Regions from separate parts of the Zea mays genome. Here region 1 is linked to region 2. Evidence: chromatin contacts called from public Hi-C data. All regions are on one chromosome and are shown on one strand. Each heading gives the region's core, a stretch centred on a gene start, on an enhancer-like site or on the middle of the called end of the contact. The rest is flanking DNA. Distances are from core to core; before and after follow the strand shown. Region 1 holds the start of LOC100382475 (putative protein kinase superfamily protein). Region 2 holds the start of LOC100284034.

Region 1 (6,022 bases), core at 3,195-5,694, 150 kb after region 2:
CGGTAAAGAGTGGCAATGAGAAGCTATCAGAAGTATATATTAATACGTAACATATCAATTATCAAGATCTGCAGTGAGAAACTTAGATCAGCATTCCTTGTGCAACATTTTGTTGAAAAACAGAAGCCAGAAGTGATTTTTTAAAAGCTCTGTATCAACTCAATGCACTGCTCATGAGAAAGTAATAAAAGCTTCCTTTATAAAAAAAACATTTTGTTCTACAAGATGTTCAAAGCAAAAATAATTAAGTGACTTTGCTAGCCTCAAAAAAAAACATGGATGCATTTTGGAGGCACGGTAAATAAAATCGCACGTGCCAGGGACTTAGTATAAAAAAGGAGCTTTGGTGCACTGGTAAAGCTGTTGCCTTGTGACCAGGAGGTCGCGGGTTCGAGTCGTGTAAACAGCCTCATGCAAATGCAGGGAAATGGGTCCGACTTTTCCCTGGACCCTACGCAAGCAGGAGCACATGCACCGGGCTGCCCTTTTTTTTGCAGGGGACTTAGTACAATGTATACACACTTAACACAGAGTAGTTCCTCTAGATGTTGAGATAACCAAATTGTGATATATAGGCATAATGTGTCACAGGCTCACAGCACTGTTCACCAGTGAAAATATCATGGTTATCAGGGTGACAAGGTGAGGCGGTGAGGCATGGCAACTCAATACTGCTTACCGCTTTGGCAAGTAAGGGGTGTGAGGCAAGACAACCATACCAAGGTAAGGAAGTGCAAGAGCAAGACATCAGCGAGGAAGGAAGAGAAGTGGACTGGCCAGCCCACCTGGCAGCCAATGTGCACCTTCCTTACATATACATCACCAATTCACCATCTAGAGGCATCTAGCGTCGTCACCCTGCTTCTTGCATCTCTCGCCCTCTCATTCTCAGCCATCGTTCCACCTCCATCCCCGATCTGTCTCTTGCTTCTCTCTCTGTCCTCCAGATGTGCCGCTGCCGCTCACAACCTCTCCGCTTCCTTTCACTTCCCTCACTGTCCTCCCTCAGACCAACCACCACCACAGTCCCCTTCCTGATTGGGCGATTGGCAAGCAGGGATGGAAGAAATCAAGCGAGCAGCAGTGGAATCAGGCAGAAGGCAGAATCAAGTGGGAGATGCACAATCAAGCGGGTGGCGGCATGTGTGTATGCCGACAGCGCGACTGCATGCCTCTATGGTGAGACCTAACAGCTTTGGCACTTAAGGGAGGCCTTAATAACCTTGGAAAATATATTTAAAATATATAACTCGATAAGTAATGAAAGAAGTTTTATACAGAAACAACCTTAAACATGTGGTTGAAATACAGCATAAATGCAGCAATACTATCAACACATTATTAAAAATTAATAAATGAAACACGAACCGCATCTAGCAAGATGTTTGATGTCTTGAAATCTCGATAAATGATGGATCTCTCAGCTCCGTGAAGGTACTCGAGCCCCCTTGCAGCACCCAATGCAATCTTCATGCGTGTTGACCATGGCATATTAAGGCAAACCCCTGCAATGTTACAGGCAAGATAAAATCAATGGGAACACCCTCTCGAAATGGAAATATAGATATAACTGACAATCAAATATGTGGAAGCTTGATTAGCATATTGTCCTGTCACCACTTGAATACTAACATATCTTACAGGGAAAAATAGCAAGTGTGCTTTTCAGACCAATCAATGATGTTGAAAATTAGATTCAGCAGATACAAGACTAACATCCACTGTAATGCTGGTGCAGTAACTATTGGCATTCATTTACTAACATATTAATTTCATTTTCTTAATAATCAAGTTACCATAATAACTCCAATCACATATGATCACCTGGCCAACTTTGTTACGGGGTTTAGTACATAAATTGAAGTGCTAGTTGGATCCAACGACTCCGACAAGTTCAAACAAATACTACCCACTATCATTTCAAAAACAAACCTTAACATTTGGAGATTAGATTTGTAGTGTAGATGACTAAGTTAAGCGACCATGCACAATAGTTGCGTATGAGATTAAACTGAAACTAATACCAATTTCTTTCCTACTGATGATTTGTCCCAAGGCAAAAAATGATACACCCCTACGCTATGTGGAATAATGAATGTTAAAGAGGTAGTGCAAATAGTCTGTTAGAGCTTACGGCGAAAAAGGTGCTTTTCGAGGCTTCCACAAGCCATGTACTCATAGACAAGCAGTCTATGTGAACCCTCACAGCAATAGCCAATCAATTCAACAAGATTTGGATGACTAAGTTGCCCAAGATAGTTGACTTCTGCCTGAAACACATCAAAAAACCATTAGTGCTCCAACAATCACAGTCTATGTGAACCCTCACAGCAATAGCCATAGCCAAACAATTCAGCATAGTTTTCACTCTTGTACATCTAGTGTGATGCGAAAGTTATTTCTTAAAAGGTAATCAAGGAAAGTGGCTTTCCAATATATATTACAAAGAAAAATGTTATCACTAAGTAAAACTTCAAAGATATGATCAGCTACCCTCAAAAGATTTCACATGGGCAAGAAATTAAAAAGACTTCTTTTCAATGTACATTACCAAAGCAAGGTTTAGAAACAGGAACAGAGCAAACATTGGGACTTACAAGCCACTCCTTGTCCCCTTGAAAGCCCTCTGGGTTTAGTTCTTTCACAGCAACCTGTCTCGATGGGAAACCTGCTCTAACATTTTCATCAATTACACCTTTGTAAACAACTCCAAATCCACCCTCTCCAAGAATTTGATCTGGCCGGAAGTTTTTTGTGGCTGCTCTTAATTCGTCATATGTGAAAATATTCACATTTCCATATCCTTCTACTTGCAGGTCCACCACATCTTTTGGAGGAGCAAGAACACTTGCTACAGCTTTAGAATCAGATTTAGACTTCCGCAATCCATCTGCTCCAGCAGCTTCAGCTGATAGAAATTTCAGAATTAACTTCATCAGGAGAGGAAAGCTTGTACATATAATCAATGCATTTCTTTAAGATGCAATCATCAATCCTTCAGTCCTTGTAGACAATTCTTTTTTTTCACATTAGTCCATGGCGTGCATGCCAATAAGAAGGCACAACATAACACGGTCATAATGATCTTAAGGGAAGATTTAAAATGGTTTCACGAAAGCATTTATGATCACAAGATAACATAAGCAGGATAGTACATGTCATGTCTTCCCCTGCATTTTTGGACAAGGCAATTTCTACTGAAACTCTTGAAGATATCAGCACAACTGCAGAGCTACCCATCATCAAAGTTTTGCTTTATAGGTTTGTCGTCTTCAGGATTAATTTGAGACATGTTTGACTAGCTTATCAAGAATCAATTCAAGATCAAGTTACCAGAATTGTCCAAGCACTACCTTGCAGGTACCAAATTATCTGCAAACTTTTCTGATGTTATTTGTACATCAAAATGTGAGCTGAGATTGTCTTATTCTTCCCCTAAAGTATGCCTTGAATGCAACTCTACAAGCAATGCATGGGTTTATTATGATATCACAGGTCTTCCACAGGACATCAAAGAGCGAAATTACACCATGTAAAGTTTGGGCGAAAAGAAGAAATTTGGTACTATAGAGCATAAAAATACGACATTGAAAAGGGAAAATTTAGGCCAAAATTGCTATGCATGGCACATCTCATCACTAATCACTTGTTACATGACATGAGTTCACAAGCATCGGGCATTTCTGTTACCCCCTCCCTCCCTCATCTTAAGGTGATTGTACCAAAACCCACTAAGCAAACGATAGCTAATCCACAACTAAATTACACAGGTGACACAGCAACTGATAGTAAACGCAAACTCTGTCACGCGGGCGGGGTCGAGGTGGCGGGAAGCAGGTGGCGGTGGCGCGGCGCGGCGCGGCGAGGCGGCTGGAGCCGCCGGCCGCGGGTGGTGCTAACCGGGGGCGGGAGCGAGTACGACGCCGGCGAGGTCGCGCGTTCACATGGGAATATGGGATGGGAGTAGGACAAGCAGAGAGCACGAACCTGGCCTGCTCTGGAGCCGGTGCTCCTCCTGCGAGAGGCATCCGCCCATGGGAACCTCCAAGATCGCGCCTTTCCCTCCAATCGAGCCCTAGTCCCTCCTTCCCATCGCCCGCCGCCGGCCAGATCCACGCCTCCAACAGCACCTTCGCTCGCACACCAACCGGAACCGACCTACTCGCAAACTCCCGCGGCTACCAACAGGCCACCTCGTCTGCCACAATTCCACCGGCGGCGGCAACCTGAACCGGCGCACTCGCGGCCCGAATTCGCGTAGCTCCTGCTGCTCTCCACGCTGGGTGCGCGTCCTCCACCAACCTGTCCCTCTGCCCTCCAACGCGTGGTTTTACTCCACTACCATCACTTCTTGGCCTTTATTTTCCGTGGGGGCTCCGCGTTGGAACGGCGAAGCGAAAGCGAGGGATGAGGAGAAAAGGGCGAGGAGGCGGAGTAGCTGTGTGCCAGAGCCCAGAGGGTTGGAATAGGTAAAAGAAAGCTGCTGCCGCGTACTACAAGAACAACAACGCGGGCCGCGGGGGCGGGGCGGGGCGGGGCGGGGCGGGGCGAGGCGACTAGGGGGTGAGCCGTTGAGGTTGAGGCAGTTTTTTTTTATCATCTTTATTGTTGCAACCGCGGTTGGGCTTTTGGTTGATGATGGATATGGTTAGAGAAACAATAGACAAATAAACAATGGCAGTGGTTTGGACTGTAATTGAATGGGGTTTAGTTTCTGCGAAACAAACACAGTTTTACGATTGTTCATCTTACTGCTTCATATATTACATATCCTGATATGACTATGATTATTACTTCCAATATTGTTAAATGCTTTAAAAACTTATGATTTAGATGAATAAACCCATATACGACCTTTTAGCTTCACTGTGTTTACTTAAACCATATTTCATGGAACTAGATTAATACTCATATTTTATAGTCTATGCTTGCCTACGCGAATTACATCGTGCAAGCAATTTTGTTTATTGGTGCAAATTATTACTCACTTCGTTATTTTTCCTTTATCGTGTTTTAGTTTAAAAATAAACGAGTGACCGATAAATATTTGACAAAGGAGGTAATATCTATTTTGCTTCATCTTCTTAAATTTGCCACTATGTGTGTCTCTTAGGACATGATTAACCTAGCATAACATAGATATGGTCATAGAGCCTATTACCCATAGATGACTCATTAAATAATACTCGTTGCACATGAGTAAAATAATGACCATTCTAAGGAACTAGTTGTGAAGTAAATTAAACAAAAAAATTTATGAGTTCTAATTGGACGAGAGTAAATCAGAGTTCTTTCTACATTTAAAGTTTGCATCTTAGTTAAAACAACGTTTTACTATAACTGAAGCAGAACAACATGATATCACGATTCTAAGCTGCAACTTTCTGATACAGAAATATGTTTGTCATTTCATTTTGTTGCCTTTGGAAATAACGAAATGAAATCGTTTTTCCACAGAGGTACTTCTTTTCTCTAGTCATCGTTCCGAACAAAATTTGAACTCAGATTATTATCAATAACTTGTTTGAATTGGTTCAATCTACTCTAAAGGCTAGTTTAGCAACTTTATTTTTGAAAGAGTTTCTCATTTTTTCAATAAAAATTAGTTCATTTTTCCTTGAAAATAAAAATCCTTAAAAATGGGATTGTCAAACTAGTCCTCGCATGTCTTGAGTGTTCGGGTCAAATTTTGCTAGAAAATATTCATGAATGTTCCTTAAATATTTTCGTGACATAATTCATGACGCCATGTTCAACTCTCATAAAAATCAAGATTAACACGCAACGTGAACGTGGACAAAATAATTATGGAGAATTAGCGGGTGGCGCTTTTCGTGAGCCCTTCGATACGAAAGCTAGTTTTAGGACCACTATAAAATCCATGGGCTTACTCACTTTAATTTGTTTTCATATGGTAGCTGATGAATAGGCAATCATCACTATTACAACAAGTATAACTAAAGGTATGTTTGAGAGGGCTTTATTTCAACAGTTTTAGGTTTGTTCTAGCTTCATCCATTCA
Region 2 (5,870 bases), core at 1,091-3,590:
GTCAAGAACCTCACTAGTTATGCATTTTACCATCATGATGTACAGTTGTAGTCCCAGCAAGTAGTAGTGAAAACATGGTTGAATCTACTAGAAGGTAGGGGTGCAAATCTACTAGATGACTTGTACTGGATTGAACATTCCTGTGAATTAATAGCGGTTTCTAAACAACATGTATTGCTTTTTGTTGTAAACATAACTGTCTCATCTGACCTGGAAATAGAGCCTATGTATCATTCCTACTTCACAAGTTTGTCCAGGACGTTTCATTTACTTCTCATTTGCAGCTTTGTACAAAGACAGCTTCATTTTATACTTGAAACTAAGTGACATCAAAAGAGTGATGCATCCTATAAAGCTTATGTGGAAATATGGTTCAAGAGAACTCGTGCCAGAAGCTCTGCTCAAGCCACCAGCTATTTGAGTTGACAAACTCTGGTCCTTTTTTTGAGGGTGGAGCAAGCTTTGAATCAGATCAATGGCTTGAAGCTCAAGGCCAAATGTCCGCCGCGCAACTGGTCACCTCGTTGGACTTTCGGTTATCCAGACTCTCTAGGCTTGCAGTGCTCTGTACTGGTGAGTTCTGTACTCGTGTACCTGCGGTTGGACCCCTGAACGCATCACTCCCTAGTAAATCCAACCCTGTGAGCACATTCAAAGCTTGGCACATCTTCCTTGAGTTCACGTATGGTGCCAGGCCAAGGTCGCCTAGGCCACACGATACAGCACTTCTCGCTACCATATCCTCTGCCATCTTTACCTGCAAATTCAAACGGGTTGGTTACTGTTAGAGAGCTGCAAAGTTTGTGATCTTTCAGTGTTCTGGCAGCTGTGAGAAGCGAACTGGTCACCTTAATTCTTAACGCTTCTACATCGGATTTGAGGATTCTGTTGTCTGTGACTGCAGTACTGAACTGTTGGTTGGCATCTGAAAGTTGCTGGAACAGTGTTGCGTTTTCACCTTTGAGTCGTTCAACCTGATAACGAGGCAACATGTCAGTGCGCATCCTACAAACTTGCAGTATACATCATTGGTTGGAAGTCATTCCTGGCCAGGTGAGTGAGGTGGTTATGGTACCTGTGACTCAAGGTCAGACAACTGTGCCTGTTTCCTCCTCCTAGACCGCCGCGCAGACTCCCTATTGGACACCATCCTGAAATTTACAGGAGCAATGCACCCCACAACAAAAAGTGACCTCTCTGCTCAGACATTTGTTGGAAACTTGCATAATTTTGCCACAGGCTTGATCTATTCGTACCTTCTTATTCGCTTCGTCTCAATGGATCTGTTACCTCGCTCGTATGGAACTCCCTCTACCTCATACAGTGATTCGCTGTCGGAGTCTGACTCGCTTTCAAGAGCATGATTGGCTGAGGTGGTTAGCCCGGGGCTAGCTGTGACCAGTGCAATACGGCAGGTGAGCAATACTTGACATGAGTCTAATTTGGGTGTTTTCGTTTTTTTTTTAAAAACCCCGCATAGTTTGGATGTGATAGTAGTACTCTAAATCGGTTCGGCAAGCTGTTAACATACATTCAAATAGGCCTGTTTAGCAGGCAGGAATTTCCCTAGAAGTTTCGACAAATGAAAACACTGATCTGTTAAAAACGCAATAGGATTCATGTGCAAACTGTCATAAATAGTTGATGGTTGTGGTGTCACATAATATCTGACCAACAGTTGATCACAATTACTTTACCCTTTGTACAGAGGTCACAGCATTTGACGACACAGTTAAATTCCAGTTTGTATAGATTGCAGGAGCAGGGCAGTATCATGTTTGGCGCTTACCGGATATGGACGCCGCCTGCGACATGACTGGGTTCGGCGTGCGGACGTTCCCGTACCACCAACTGCCTCCATCCATGGTGTCCTGCTCGGGCGCGAGAAGATCCTTCGTTAATGAAATCACAATTAAGTGTAGCGAACTCTACCTATCTTCTTTGTATAAGCACAGATGCATTTTCAGTTGCGAGAGTTGCCGCTGTTGCTGCAATCACATTGCTCGTGGTTGGCAGTGCTCACCGAGTCGGCGAAACCGAAGCCGGGTGAGAAGACGCCGCTCCCTCCGGGATCGCTTGATCCACCGCACCCCGGACTGCTACCTCCGGCGGCGGCGCGGGCGTCCTCGCCGCTCTCCCGGATGAACGCCTCCAGCTCCAGCTCCGACGCGCACTTCTTCATTCCGGCCTGCCAGTGGACCAACTCTCGACGCAGACCGCACCTGTGCCTCCCGTCCCGGCGTGGTGGTGTCGTCTCGTCTCGCCGGCCGGCGTGCGGACCTGCTTTTGAAGGGCGGGGCGCGGACAGAAACCCGGTGGTACGTGGAAAGGTTGGTTGGGGTGCTGGGGGATAAACCGCCTCGTCAAATGGATGGTGACGCGGGATGACTCGGATCCGCGTCGGCCTTGGCGAGGCAACGACGCCGATGCGGGGGCACGTGCGTGCCCGCCGACATGAGGGTCCCGCGTCCGGTGGGCCGTGGCTGTCACGGTGCGGGGTTCAGGTCGGGTGGGACGAGGCGGCGGCGACTGTCATGACGACCAGACCAGCGGCGCGCGGCCGTCCGCGCGTATCTCGCGATGAAAGCGAGGGAGGCGCGTCCGAGTCGGCACGGGGCTCGGGATCCGCCTCGTGGGCCTGGGGGCCCGCCCGCCGTGTCCGGGCGGCCACACGATCCGTGGCCCGGTGAGTGGGCGATGATGTGGCGCGGGTTGACCCGGGAAGGGACTGAACGCAATCGTGGAGCTGCGTCGGACTGGACAGCGGCTGCCGGGCTTTTCGAAGCCATCCAGCTCCGTGACTGATACAGTCATACAGGCTCGGTGGACGGTGGTAGATATGCAATTATGGATGCAGATGTTTCACACCCGGTATCCATTAGTGTTACAGATATGCATATTCATATTTGATTTAAATATAAATATTAAATAAAATGTATTCGCATTTATTTTATTTATAATTGCTTGTTCGCTTGGTTTTAATATGTACCGGCTTCTAATACTTCTACCGTGTTTTGTCTTTATAGATTGCAGCTACATCTGTCCGAATAGCCGACTTTAGTCTAAAGCGAACATTCTTATTTTAAAACCATCTAAATCATAAAATTATCATAAATGCAAGTTCTTACCAATGAAACAAGTATTGGCACATTTTACCCAAACTCAATAAGTTATCATGCATGTTGTATGGCCCTGTCCCTAATAGCTCCCAAATTGTACTACCATAAAGTATTCATAGTCCCTACCTTAGTGGCTACATCATCTATATAGATATATTTGGAAATGTCTTTGAGGGCACTGCTACTTTACACCATTTTATGGTCAGATGTAAGATTAGGCTCCACTATGTCTGTTCTGTGTAGATTTTTGTTGTGGGTAAAATCTAAATGGATCATTACATGCAGATCGGTGTGGTGATGTTGATCAACCCGTTAATAACATTCTTATGTTGCATAACATAGCTGAAAACCAACGTCTCAACCCCTGTTTCTTAAAGTATGTCGTGTTCTATATAGCTTTATATTGTGGTTCTACTGCTACATCTATGACATATTTTGTTAATGCTTATTCATTTGATCCGTGTAAATAAATTACTAGGTTATTCTTGTTTTTTGAATTACTTTCATGATTTATGGCATTCTCATGGTAAAAGCAAGATTCCGCATGGACTTTAGAATACGTTGCAAATCTCTATCCAATATACATATCATTCATACATGTTGGTCACTCGTTCTCAAATACTGTGAATCAAGAACAAGGAAACACAATTGTTAATTATTATGGACCTTCGTCTTCCGAAGCATTATCTCGTCATTGGTATAATGATCATCAGACGAAGGTCATGACAGACATGCCTTTATCATTTAGTATGTGAAAATGAATGCGAGAGGACAAAGACAGTAATTGCATCTCATTAATTCCTTCACATTCATATTCTATAAAACATGTATGAATATCAACATAATTCATATTACATTGATACATTCGGCTTATTCGAAGGTGAAGACGTGAGAGAGTGACTATCATTCAGCGTGAACAGTAAGGTGTTACTGTTCATCTATTTATAGGCACGGGACGCAGCCCAGGTAAAAGTACATTTATGTTCTCAATATTTACATATGATCAAAATACAAGTCATTAAGGACTAAGTAGTCTTTTCCTCTTTCGGGTCAGCATCATCATTATACTTCATCTCCGTTATGAGCCGAAACTGTCCATCTGGTGATAGCTTCAGCGTTTATTCTAATCCTCTTTAGACCCGGTCTTCATTTTGTGTGCCTTCGTCATGAGGAAGAGGCTTGCATTCTGAAGACGAAGCTTCCTGTGATGACTTATGCTGAAAAACAAATGGTTAATTATGTTTTTGAGGACCTTTGTAAGGAGAAGGCCCCTAACAATACATAAAGATTTACCATATCTTTCTCTTATCTGTTGAATCGATAAAATATCGGTTATCAACTTGGAATATATGAAGGGTGCATCAGCGATAATAATAAGTCGTTTATAACTTAATATTTTCTTATTGTTAATGCTATTTTTTATACTGTCATATTGAAGTAGATTTGGCTGGTGTAGAGAAGCAAGGCCTTGATACTGAAATACCCCATTCTCAGTGGCTTATGAAGGTAAGGTAAAATACGTTAGCACTGTGGAGAAACATTAATAGGGTATTTGTTAGGTGTATGTTAATATCATACAATGATTTATAAGATTGATTGTTTATTTAAGCATCCTGTTTCATAGGTGTTGAGGGTCTTCTTCTTCACTGAAGGTCTTCAAGACAAAAACACCTTCGGCAAGATGATACAAATGCTCGCCGAAGCTATCATCAACCTCGTCTTTGCTTCTCAAGACGAAGACTTTGTGTACAAGCAACGTTGCAGAATGCCGAAGCTCAATAGCTTCGGCTCGGACCAAGCAAAGAAATAAAAGACTAAATAGACCTTATTAGCTTTTGTTGCTTGTAAATAAGCGTTTAAGGGTACGGATGTAATTTTACCCGTGTTGCGTCCTGTGCCTATAAATAGATGAACAGTAACCCCATATAGTTCACGCTGGACTGTATTCACTTTCCCGCATCTGCACCTTCGAGCAAGACGAAGGTATCAATGTAATATTAACATTGTTGATATTCATTTATGTTTTATAAAATGCAAGAATAAATGAGTTAATGAGATGCAGTTATCATATTTATTCTTTCGCACTCATATTCACATAATAAATAATGAAGGTATGTTCTTCTTGACCGTCGTCTAATAAAATATTATGCTCATGAGGAGATAATACTTTGGAAGACGAAGGTCCGTAATAATTAACAATTGTGTTGCCTTGTTCTTAATATACATCATTTGAGAACAAGTGACCAACAATAGAGTATCTGCTTAGATATTTCATAAACATCAAGGATAATATGAAAAGATTTATCTCACTATGGAAAGAATGCCAACTATTATGAAACGGATATTGAAATGTATGACAATATTTTTGAGGTTGATGAAAATATGTGTTGTTAGTTTTTATATAATTGTTGCGCAATACTATTTTATTGAATAATTTGTGTGTTGTCACCACGTACGGACAATGTACTATTTATAAAACGTGCGTGAGACTACTACAAAGTTCTAGAGGCAGTTTAATTTTAATTAACAGCGTAACACATGGTCATACATATGTTATTATATTGCTCTTTTTCGTTGCAACGCACGGTTATTTACCTAGTTTTTGTTAAGTACTCTACTAAATAGACTTTAAATTAGTTAAACACTCTTGAGATGCTCCACCAAATCCTAATATTTGTGGAGTTAAAAAAGTTACCTACCATATCACTCGATAATAATAAGAGAAAACGACTCGATCATTTCTTTCATGTG

The links. A called contact is a pair of places that touch in the nucleus more often than the background predicts.
Region 1: a Hi-C map of leaf shows a contact between it and region 2, with 4 times the contacts expected there. The contact joins the promoter of LOC100382475 here to the promoter of LOC100284034 in region 2. A contact is called at or near these places in 9 of 25 Hi-C or Micro-C datasets (bundle sheath, ear, endosperm and 3 more).

What each region holds. Positions count from the first base shown.
Region 1 is chr9:113,764,278-113,770,299 of Zm-B73-REFERENCE-NAM-5.0, forward strand. It overlaps LOC100382475 (putative protein kinase superfamily protein), which reads right to left and starts at 4,445. Exons shown (of 6, transcript NM_001175215.1): 1 at 3,988-4,445; 2 at 2,598-2,908; 3 at 2,135-2,270; 4 at 1,369-1,505. The coding sequence starts at 4,036.
Region 2 is chr9:113,614,788-113,620,657 of Zm-B73-REFERENCE-NAM-5.0, forward strand. LOC100284034 reads right to left here and starts at 2,341. Exons shown (of 6, transcript NM_001156932.1): 1 at 2,024-2,341; 2 at 1,790-1,871; 3 at 1,257-1,392; 4 at 1,076-1,151; 5 at 849-974; 6 at 1-757. The coding sequence starts at 2,182. The coding sequence ends at 488.